Linked DNA regions of Triticum aestivum: all the other regions are linked to region 2. The links are chromatin contacts, called in public Hi-C maps. All regions are on one chromosome and are shown on one strand. Each heading gives the region's core, a stretch centred on a gene start, on an enhancer-like site or on the middle of the called end of the contact. The rest is flanking DNA. Distances are from core to core; before and after follow the strand shown.

Region 1 (2,861 bases), core at 82-2,581, 740 kb before region 2:
CCGAAATAGTATGGCTACACCCAAAAGCATAACAAATTCACAAAGGGAAGGACCCGTGGCTTTGGACCTTCGATCCGTTTGTGGGGAAGCAATTTAAAAGTGCTTCGTCAACCGCAAAATATTATGGCTTCGCCACTCATTTAGATCTTTTGTTACATACTGACATATAAATCCAGGGACATGAGTAAAGAAAAATAGAACCTGTGAATGCACAGCTCCTCTAGATAAAATTGTTCTACCTCTTAGTACATAGCCAGACATGGTATATCAGTTAGGAGAATAAAACACAACATAACAATGGGAAGTAAAGAATATTTCACTCTCTAATGACACAAACAGATTAAGTCATAAAAATAAACAAATACTGGTAGTTGTAACCTGAAAAGTATGCACACCCACATACAAGTGTTAAAGGATCTAAAATAACGAGGTGTCCCATTAAGTACCTTGTTAAAGAAATCCGATTCAGCATATGGTGATCTGAGTCCAAGTAAGAGAAATCAGGGATTTTATCCAGAAATTCACATCAAAATCTTCCTCTCTAACCTGAAAGAGAAACATACAAGCAAATATTTCAGCTATTGTATTGTTCAGATAACTTATTCAAACTGGAGAAAGTATGTAGTACCGAGTATGAAAGTTCTCTTATGCATCCAATCAGTAGCTATATCCTACCTAAGATTCTATCAGCCACTCTCAAATACAAAAGCATAGCAGATCGACCCAAGAATTACCATTTTCTTCTTTAGTTCCTTTCACTTCTCCAACTCAAAAGAAAGAGTTGGACAGAACACGGTAAATAAGGCATGAAATAAACAGCACCCACTTCTAATAGCTAATATAAACATTTTACAGATGAAATAGGGAAATCAAAGATTGAATTTAAGCTCATTACTCAGAGTATCTCATAATTACTTTTGTTGAAAATCAGATGAATGGACTCCCATAAACACTAATTCTGACCAGCAACCCTTGTGCGCAATGCGCATAGAGGCCGACATGTATCCCTTCCTCTCTCTCAAGCCCCATGATGACAGGAAGAATCTCCTGCATACTGTGAGCACAGAGAATGATATAAAATGCGATGAGAGCAGCAATGCATTGAAAGAGCCACGCATGAGGCATTTACGTGTACGTGGTGGACTACCATTCTTCTCCTTGTTGAGCAGTGGCAACTGGAACGCAAGCCAGTAAGCCACGATAGTCGGTCTACATACAACAGGGCCACCACCACCAAACAATTTCTGAAAAATCTACCCCAACAAAGAAACAACAGCCTAAACAACACCTAAGCCACCCAAAAAGAGAACATCATGATACAAAAACAAACATGAAGCAATGGCTGCATCCACCACACAGACCACCAATGCACCCCATTCGAGCAGGCACACATCACCAAGAAGCCCGCAATCCACAAACTCGCAGCAACACACATCAAACATCTAGCAGAACAATACAGCAGCAACACTAAAAACCTACATGTTTATTTTGATTATATTTGGGCCCTTCTAGGAGCAACATGTTCTAGATCTCAGGTTTGGTGACACGTTCCAAGTCTAGCTCAATCTGCAAAATTAAATAACATTCAGACATTCTGAATAAGGATAACTGAATGTGAATACAGTAAACATGGGAGTTTCTATGTTTACTTTTTACTCACCAAACAATATGCTTTAGAGAATCAAGAAAAGGATCACTGGTATGCCCATTCTTTCAAAAGCTTCAACCAAATGTTGCATTCAATATCCCTGGGCTAGGCAAATATATATCTGAACAGATATTGAGTATATCTGAACAGATATTGAGTGATGTCAAATTGTCAATAGCTCCAACACATTTCCATTTTGCAGCTTCTAACCAAAAGCACTACAAAAGGCAAGACAATAAAGAGAGGTGATTTGACCATAAACCCATAATAGTGATAAAAAGAACAATATCTAGTTATCTGCACAAGTAGATAGCTCCCATGTAAGATGAGGTTACATGATTTTTTTGGTTGCATCACACAAGCTCCTTAACTGTAAGTTAGATTACATGTACCAACAAATTCAAACATAAAAGTGTTGTGATTCTATTGGTTTTTTATGTCCACCGTGCAGGGCATAAACCTTCTTACATTATTGTTGTACTCTTATCAAATAAAAATTCAACAACTTAGACATCAGATCCGATAGAATCAGAATTTTTTTGTGATTTGGATACGCACGCAACATCTGTAATATTTTTCCTTGAGATCTAAATACATCTCTCATCTTATTTCATCCTTTTTTTAGTAAAAAATCTGAAAAATGTAACCTAAAATTTCATGCAGCTAAAAAATTGAGATATTGTTCAACTTTCATAACCTCAAAATGCATGGCTAATTACCAATTAGGATGTACAGTACAAATGTATAAGTTGTAAAATTAATTAATTATGTCGAAGCTCATGACAAACAAATAATGTCGTGGTGATGGTTGTATCAAATGGCAAGAGAGAATCTACAGAGCAATGCAATTATGCAAGAAATTAGCACCAGAAACTATATATATGTGACTCGGTCTAACACTCCAGACTTGCATAGCATCACATCAATCTCAAATCATTCATGACAAATCAAACAAAAATAGCACCGACAGGGCAATGAAGCCATACCTATTGAACACTCAAGAAAGATGAATTGGTTCATGGAAAGCTTTGCGTAAAATAGATCACCTCTTGAAGAGTCTCTTCCCTAAAAGGCTGCAACTCCAAGAGCATTTTCTGAAAAAAGGGAGGAGAATGACACAAAAAATGACATGCGGAGGAAAGGAAGGAAAGAGATGCGGGCACATATAGTCGAGCTTCCGGCGGATCGTCTCTCCGGCAGCACGCACGAGGGA
Region 2 (2,886 bases), core at 166-2,665:
CAAACAAACAGTTCAGATGTCCGGCATCGGAACATCATCTAACAGAAAGGACAACACTACAGAGAAGGACAATTGCAATGTCTAGTAATGTCAATAGGAAGGTGGTAGCACTTAAGCTCAAATTCTTCAACAACTACAATGTCTACTAATATCAAATATTAACATAGCTCTCAGCTTACCAAACAAAAAGTTTGTAACACACATCTATTGACCACGCAATGATAATCAACAGTAATATGAATAAGGAGAAGATTAAAACAACATGATTAATCTACCTTGTCCTTCACGATGCTGCCCAATTCAGGGTCTTGCTGCAGCTGTTAGGCGACGGATCTAGCCTATAGAAAATGGAGACAAAATACGGATTTAGCTATATTTTCGTTATGTACACAAACTGCACTATGTATATTTAGATGATCAAGAACAAGAATCAACAACATATGATGATTACACAACATGAAGAGAACAACTTATATAATCTGCCAATGATCATACCAGAAGTATCTTATGTTCAGAAAGAAGAACATGCTATTTGAAAATTCATTTGCATGTTGCAGTTTGACTAGACTAAAATGTTGACAACTGCAAGAATGAACAACAACATACAAGTTCTTAGGTGATGAATGAGTAAAACACATTTCTTAGCTGACGCAACTACACATACTTCTCAGTAATTAACTGAACCAAAACCCATATGAATGTGTAATTAACTTATCAGCATGGGTAACGTAGCTAACCTTCCTTTCTCATTTCAATATGCAGTGACAACACCCGTCAAGCAACCACTGCATTGCCTATCTAAATAACAATTGATGGTAGTTCATAGGAAACCCAAGAAAGTCTCGACCTTGACATTCGGGAAGACAGATCAAGATCCGGCTAGGTTTTCATGGAGGGGGCGAATCAGTGCTGCTAGAGAGAGAGAGAGAATGGGAGGGAAGGGGGGAGAAAGAGAACTAACCACAGATCTCGTCGCCTGCAGCAACCACTTCTCCAGAGCTAGGGTTCTGGCTGTGGCAAGGGGGCGGCGGGAGAGATGGGACAATCGGAGGTTAGGGGTTCGGCAGGGCTTCGTGGCCGGTCGTCGAACCAGGGGGACGCCCTCCTCTCCGCGTAGGTTGCGTCGCCGCCGCCGTCCACTCACCGCCGCCTCCTCCTCCTTCCGCTTCTGTCGCCTCGCTCGGAGAGACGATACGAGCACCTCGCTCGGGGATTGCTTCCACGGAGTGCAAGAGATGTTTTTTCCGCGTGGGTTTGGAAAGGTTTGGGCCGGGGAAATACCACATGACCGAATGGAAAAAACTGGGTGGGCCGGGTTTATTCCCCGGCGGGGAAGTCCGTGCGGACCCGCGTGGATTAGACCCGAACAAGGCCTTACTGATGTCCGAGACTGGTGGGCTACAGCTTCAGGCCCACTCCGCGGAAGGAAACCGATTGCTGGGCTCGCGGGGCCTGATATGCACCTTGCCGTCCGCAACCTCCTTCCTCCTGAGTCCTGACCTAGAGTTGCCGCCGTGCCGTAGCTTGTGGCGTCACCGACGACGCCTCACCCCCAATCCCCTTAGCTTCTCACACGCGCCGCCGCTACGGCTGCTACCTCCGCTGCCATCGCCTTCCCCGCGTGCCTGCAGTTTCCACCCCGTCCGCAACCTCGGACACTGTTTCTCGAGGTACGCCCTTTTCGCCATCCATCCTCCAGTGATTAGTTGTTAAACCCCACTGACCATCTCCACGAGTTTTGGCCACATCCCAACTAGATCTGCACCAACCTATCCAGCCAGTCTCTTTCTGTTGGGATGTTTGTTGCTGAAGATGCTCTCATGATTCCACACACCTGCAGGTAAACCGAAAGGGAGGAAATCATGGCCAAGTTCAAGAAGAATCTGAACCCTCAGGTCTTCTTGGAAATATCCATCGATGGGCGACCTGCCAAGAGAATCACGTTTGAGGTTGCAAAGAGTGTACCTTCATCTTATCGTTCTAAGTGATGCATGTTTCTCCTTTGAGTACAGAGGTGGCGTGCGCCTGATTAGCTTCCCACTTTGGTGTTGCAGCTCTTTGCTGATGTAGTTCCGAAGACGGCAGAGAACTTCCGAGCGCTTTGTACTGGTAAAATGCAGAGTCTTTGCTGTGGAATAGCGTGATGCAGATAGTGATGAACACACATTTTTTATATGCAAGTTCTTAAGTTTAGCATCCTTGATGTTGAAGATGTCCAATAGTTCGCTTAAATGCTTGAAAAGGTATGGACACGGTCTATGTCCACAAGGGATTTAGTTGCTAAATGCACGACAGTCTTGAATGCAAACCACAATGCTAAACAGGGATTTAGTTGTACTTATAGTTTTAATGTGATACCTGGTAATGATATGGCGTAGTAATAAGTAGAATGGTGGAATAGGCGAAGCTTAATTTGAGTGTTGTGGCGGTGTTTCCTAGTATAGTTTTTTTTTTCTCTCTTTCCCACTTCCACAGAAGGGTATGCAGGACACATTTGTTAGTTTAAGCTGTATAGGTGCTGTATTGTTGTGTTTCTCTCTTCATCTATGGTTCCATAGGATCTGATTTAACTAAATCTTAGGACTACGCTCTCTGTTGAGGATATATTATAAATTTGTTGTTCTTTTCTCCCCGCACCTTTCTTGTCATGGTAGATTATTTGATTATTTCTAATAATAGAACATGGAGCCACTGCTTTTACATGATATCTCCTTGTATAATATTTCACTTAATTTTCTTCACAGCTAATTGGTGTCTCATTTGTTCAAGTTGATTGCAAGAGTCTAGGCTCCTCCATTTTAGAGTTGTAATTTAAAATGTCCCTTATCATGTAATTATTGGCTGTAGGTATAGCCTTTTCTGTTGGCCTTACTTCTGGTCAACATG
Region 3 (3,186 bases), core at 353-2,852, 980 kb after region 2:
TCCTACTCCAGCAGCTCAAGAACAACCTGATGTTGTTGATATCTTCCTGGAAAAAACTAATGAAGGAAATGCCTCGCCTGAGCAGCAAGCACATGTTGATGATGTTGATGAGGAAATTGAAGTTGAGAAGGCAGATCCATCGCCTCCGAGAAAAATGCAAGCTGAGCCCTCCGACTCAAATAAGGAGGAGACTGACAAGAATGAGGGGGAGTTAAATGCTTCCAGAGACAAAACCACCCAGGTCACATCATCTGATGCCCCTGCCCAGATGGATATTGATCCTGCTCCTCGTTCCATTGCACCATGATTGGAAGAGGAAGAAAAGAAATCTGTTGAGCCGATGGCTCAAGAAGTTATTGCTCCACCAGTTGTGCCCTGAGCATCTGAGAAAGAGGTCGTTGTGCCTCCAACGGAAGGAAATACACTGAAAGAAAGGGCCCTAGTGCCCGAAAGTTAGAAACCCACTGAAGGAGTTCCGGCAGCAAAAATGATAGTCAGACAAGTGCCCCAAAGCAATCAGTATAAGAGAAATCAAGGAAGCCTCGTGCTCCTCTCAAGCCTATTGAGGAAGGTGTGCCTACACCTGATGACATTCGACCAAGACTATGAGCGAAGAAGATCATCTGAGAAACCCACTGGAAACCTTTCCTTTGTTTCCTATTGAGGATGGCCCTAATGGTCCTGCCTTTAATGAGCAGTTTCATCTTCCAAAACTTGCATTCTTTGGGACCAGCCCATATGATGGAGAAAGAACGTCCTTTCCACCCAGATTCTGGACAAAGGAACGGGTCGTGTACTAAAACAAATGAGGCTAAAACAAACCAGACTAGTTGTGCTCAAATTCAACACAAAAAGGACATACCTATAGACAAACCCAGCCGTCACGAAGCACCTGCTCCGACACCTGCGTGAGCAGCAGCAACAGATCAACAAAGCATGTTTCTCTCGAAAAATTGGATCTGTTCTTCTACACAAGCACGGTAAGGATTGTGGAGAAACGACATCATGAACTACCGGCAAAAAATCAAAATGGAATCATAGAAGGAAGAAGAACCAGACAATGACTTCAGCCCTAGTGAAGCATCTCCTGCACGACGAGGCAGAGGTGGCCCTCCTCTGTTGCGGTTGTGCTCGATCAGGTGGTGGACGTGTTATCCAATTCCTGCCCTGTCCGAGGCCACCGTCGGAGTGGAGGAGAGGGTGATGCGGAAGCACATCCTGCATGGCCCCTTGAACAATGGTCGTTGGCGCGTCGGCCTCGCCGCCGCTACCACCGGCGCGGCGGAGGCTCTCCCGGCATGCGTTCCTCAAGCCTAGCCAGGAGGCGTTGAGGTTGGATCCTGAACGGGCAGCGACGCGATGTGGATCTTCGACGAGGCGGACCTGCACAGGGGCGGTGGGCGCGGGTGCTAGGCTGGGTTCAGCGGGCTCGGGCGTGGGAGGAGCTGCTCCTCCGGATCGGGAGCGCGCGGCGGCGGATGGGACTGGTCGGGCATGGGTGGAAGAGGAAGAGGAGAAAGAGGAATGGGGAAGGATAAAGAGCGGTGTCGCAGTGCGGGCGTTCGGGGACGACGCCTGTTTTTCCGAACGGGGACAAAACATGACGTGGCGTCCCAAGATGCTTTACGATTTGTACAAAATATCCAACGGTGCTGAGCTCGTTCGGGACGAGATGATAAAAAGCTGGTCGTTCGGGCGTTATTGTTTCCGTTTCTAATTCATCCAATCCAGATAATACAGCAAGCCCCCGCAAAAAAGAAAATACAGCAAGCTGCCAGTGGTGTTCCCCACAACCAGAGTTATCTCAAGTCGTCCAGGGGATCGTTACACAGACAAGTGGATAGATATTGTTGCCCTATTAGCTAGAGCGGCCAATCAAGTGCTTCCATTAAAAAAAATTGAATCAAATGCTTCCATTGTTTGACTCGATACGGCTGTGTTGCACAATGACAACAACGAAAAGATTTGTTGATGATAGTTGTCTCCCCATTTCGAACTGGAATACATCTCAAATGCTTGCTCATGGAAAACAGAAACGGTTTCTAAGATCATAGCAGGAAAAGCCATTCATAAGCCACAATGCAAAGAACAGAATCATGTTCAGGTTCAGGTTCATGACCAAGCTGCTGACAGCCATCAGGGAGAAGGGACTGGGTGCTGAGCTACTCATCGAGGGCACCCAGTTGCTTCATATCCTCCAGGAATGCCATGTAGGAGTCATCAATGCTTTGTGGCTTAGAAGCTGAGGGTGAAGGCTGGGCTGCAGATTTTATGGGGGTTACTGAAGGCTTCAGAGCAGAATATGATGGTGCTGATGACTGCTGCTGCTGCTGCTGCGCCTTTGGTTTTGGTTTAGGGAGAGCGGATTCTCTCTTAACTCGAACTGATGCAGGAACCTGCGACAGAAATTAGTTGAGTTCTTGGCTCAGTGCAACACAGAAGCTAACAATTTAGATGCAACAGCTATTTAATACAAAACCCTGACAGAACAAAAATTTACACGAACATACTAGGTGAACTGTTCAAACTTGAGCGCGCAATTTGTTTTGTGTAAGACAGCATAAAAGTAGAACGTATTTTAATTTATATGTAGGACAGCATGATAATCCCCTGAGTATATTTAAAAAAATTACTTGAAATGACCAGCAAGGCAACAAGCATTACATTTCAGAATTTTGTTATTGTAGGATGTGGATACTGCAAACTAGTAGTACAAAAAGCAATATGCATAGTAACCGGTCTTAGAACTAGTACCATAAGTAAAATCAAACACATGTTAGGGACATAAAAAAACTTGCACGTCTAAAAAACATCTCAACGCTCCACAAGAATAAGAGCATCCATGACAACTTTCATGCATGTTAGGAACCTTGCCCTTCGGCTCCACAAGAACAAGACCCCAACGCTATACTATTCAAGCTTCACATCCCGGAAAGCATTTGACTCGGTGTGATGGGAGTATATTCTTGACATTCTCCAAAGGCGAGGCTTCCCTAGCAGATTTCGTGACTGGACCCACTACAGCAACTTCTTGACTCGGCCACGATGCGTGGACTTCTTCATAGGATCCGGGGTCGTGGTACCATCCTTCGGACTTCGTTATATGCGGATGATGTGGCTGTTTTGTGGCGCCAATCAAGGAGGATATTCAAAACCTTGCCCGTATCCTACATGGTTTCGGTCAGG

What was found. A called contact is a pair of places that touch in the nucleus more often than the background predicts.
Region 1: a contact with region 2 is called in a Hi-C map of leaf, with 5 times the contacts expected there. The contact joins the promoter of LOC123052766 here to the promoter of LOC123052764 in region 2. A contact is called at or near these places in 2 of 5 Hi-C or Micro-C datasets (both in leaf).
Region 3: a contact with region 2 is called in a Hi-C map of leaf, with 8 times the contacts expected there. The contact joins the promoter of LOC123055765 here to the promoter of LOC123052764 in region 2. A contact is called at or near these places in 2 of 5 Hi-C or Micro-C datasets (both in leaf).

What each region holds. Positions count from the first base shown.
Region 1 is chr2D:280,341,317-280,344,177 of IWGSC CS RefSeq v2.1, reverse strand. LOC123052766 (cell division control protein 6 homolog) reads right to left here and starts at 1,331. Exons shown (of 5, transcript XM_044476101.1): 1 at 916-1,331; 2 at 447-546. The coding sequence starts at 472.
Region 2 is chr2D:279,600,786-279,603,671 of IWGSC CS RefSeq v2.1, reverse strand. LOC123052764 (peptidyl-prolyl cis-trans isomerase CYP63) reads left to right here and starts at 1,415. Exons shown (of 14, transcript XM_044476099.1): 1 at 1,415-1,670; 2 at 1,841-1,949; 3 at 2,055-2,109. The coding sequence starts at 1,863.
Region 3 is chr2D:278,623,164-278,626,349 of IWGSC CS RefSeq v2.1, reverse strand. LOC123055765 reads right to left here and starts at 1,602. Exons shown (of 3, transcript XM_044479636.1): 1 at 1,055-1,602; 2 at 863-904; 3 at 612-772. The coding sequence starts at 1,602. The coding sequence ends at 688. It overlaps LOC123052763 (protein EARLY FLOWERING 5), which reads right to left. Exons shown (of 9, transcript XM_044476097.1): 9 at 1,846-2,396. The coding sequence ends at 2,163.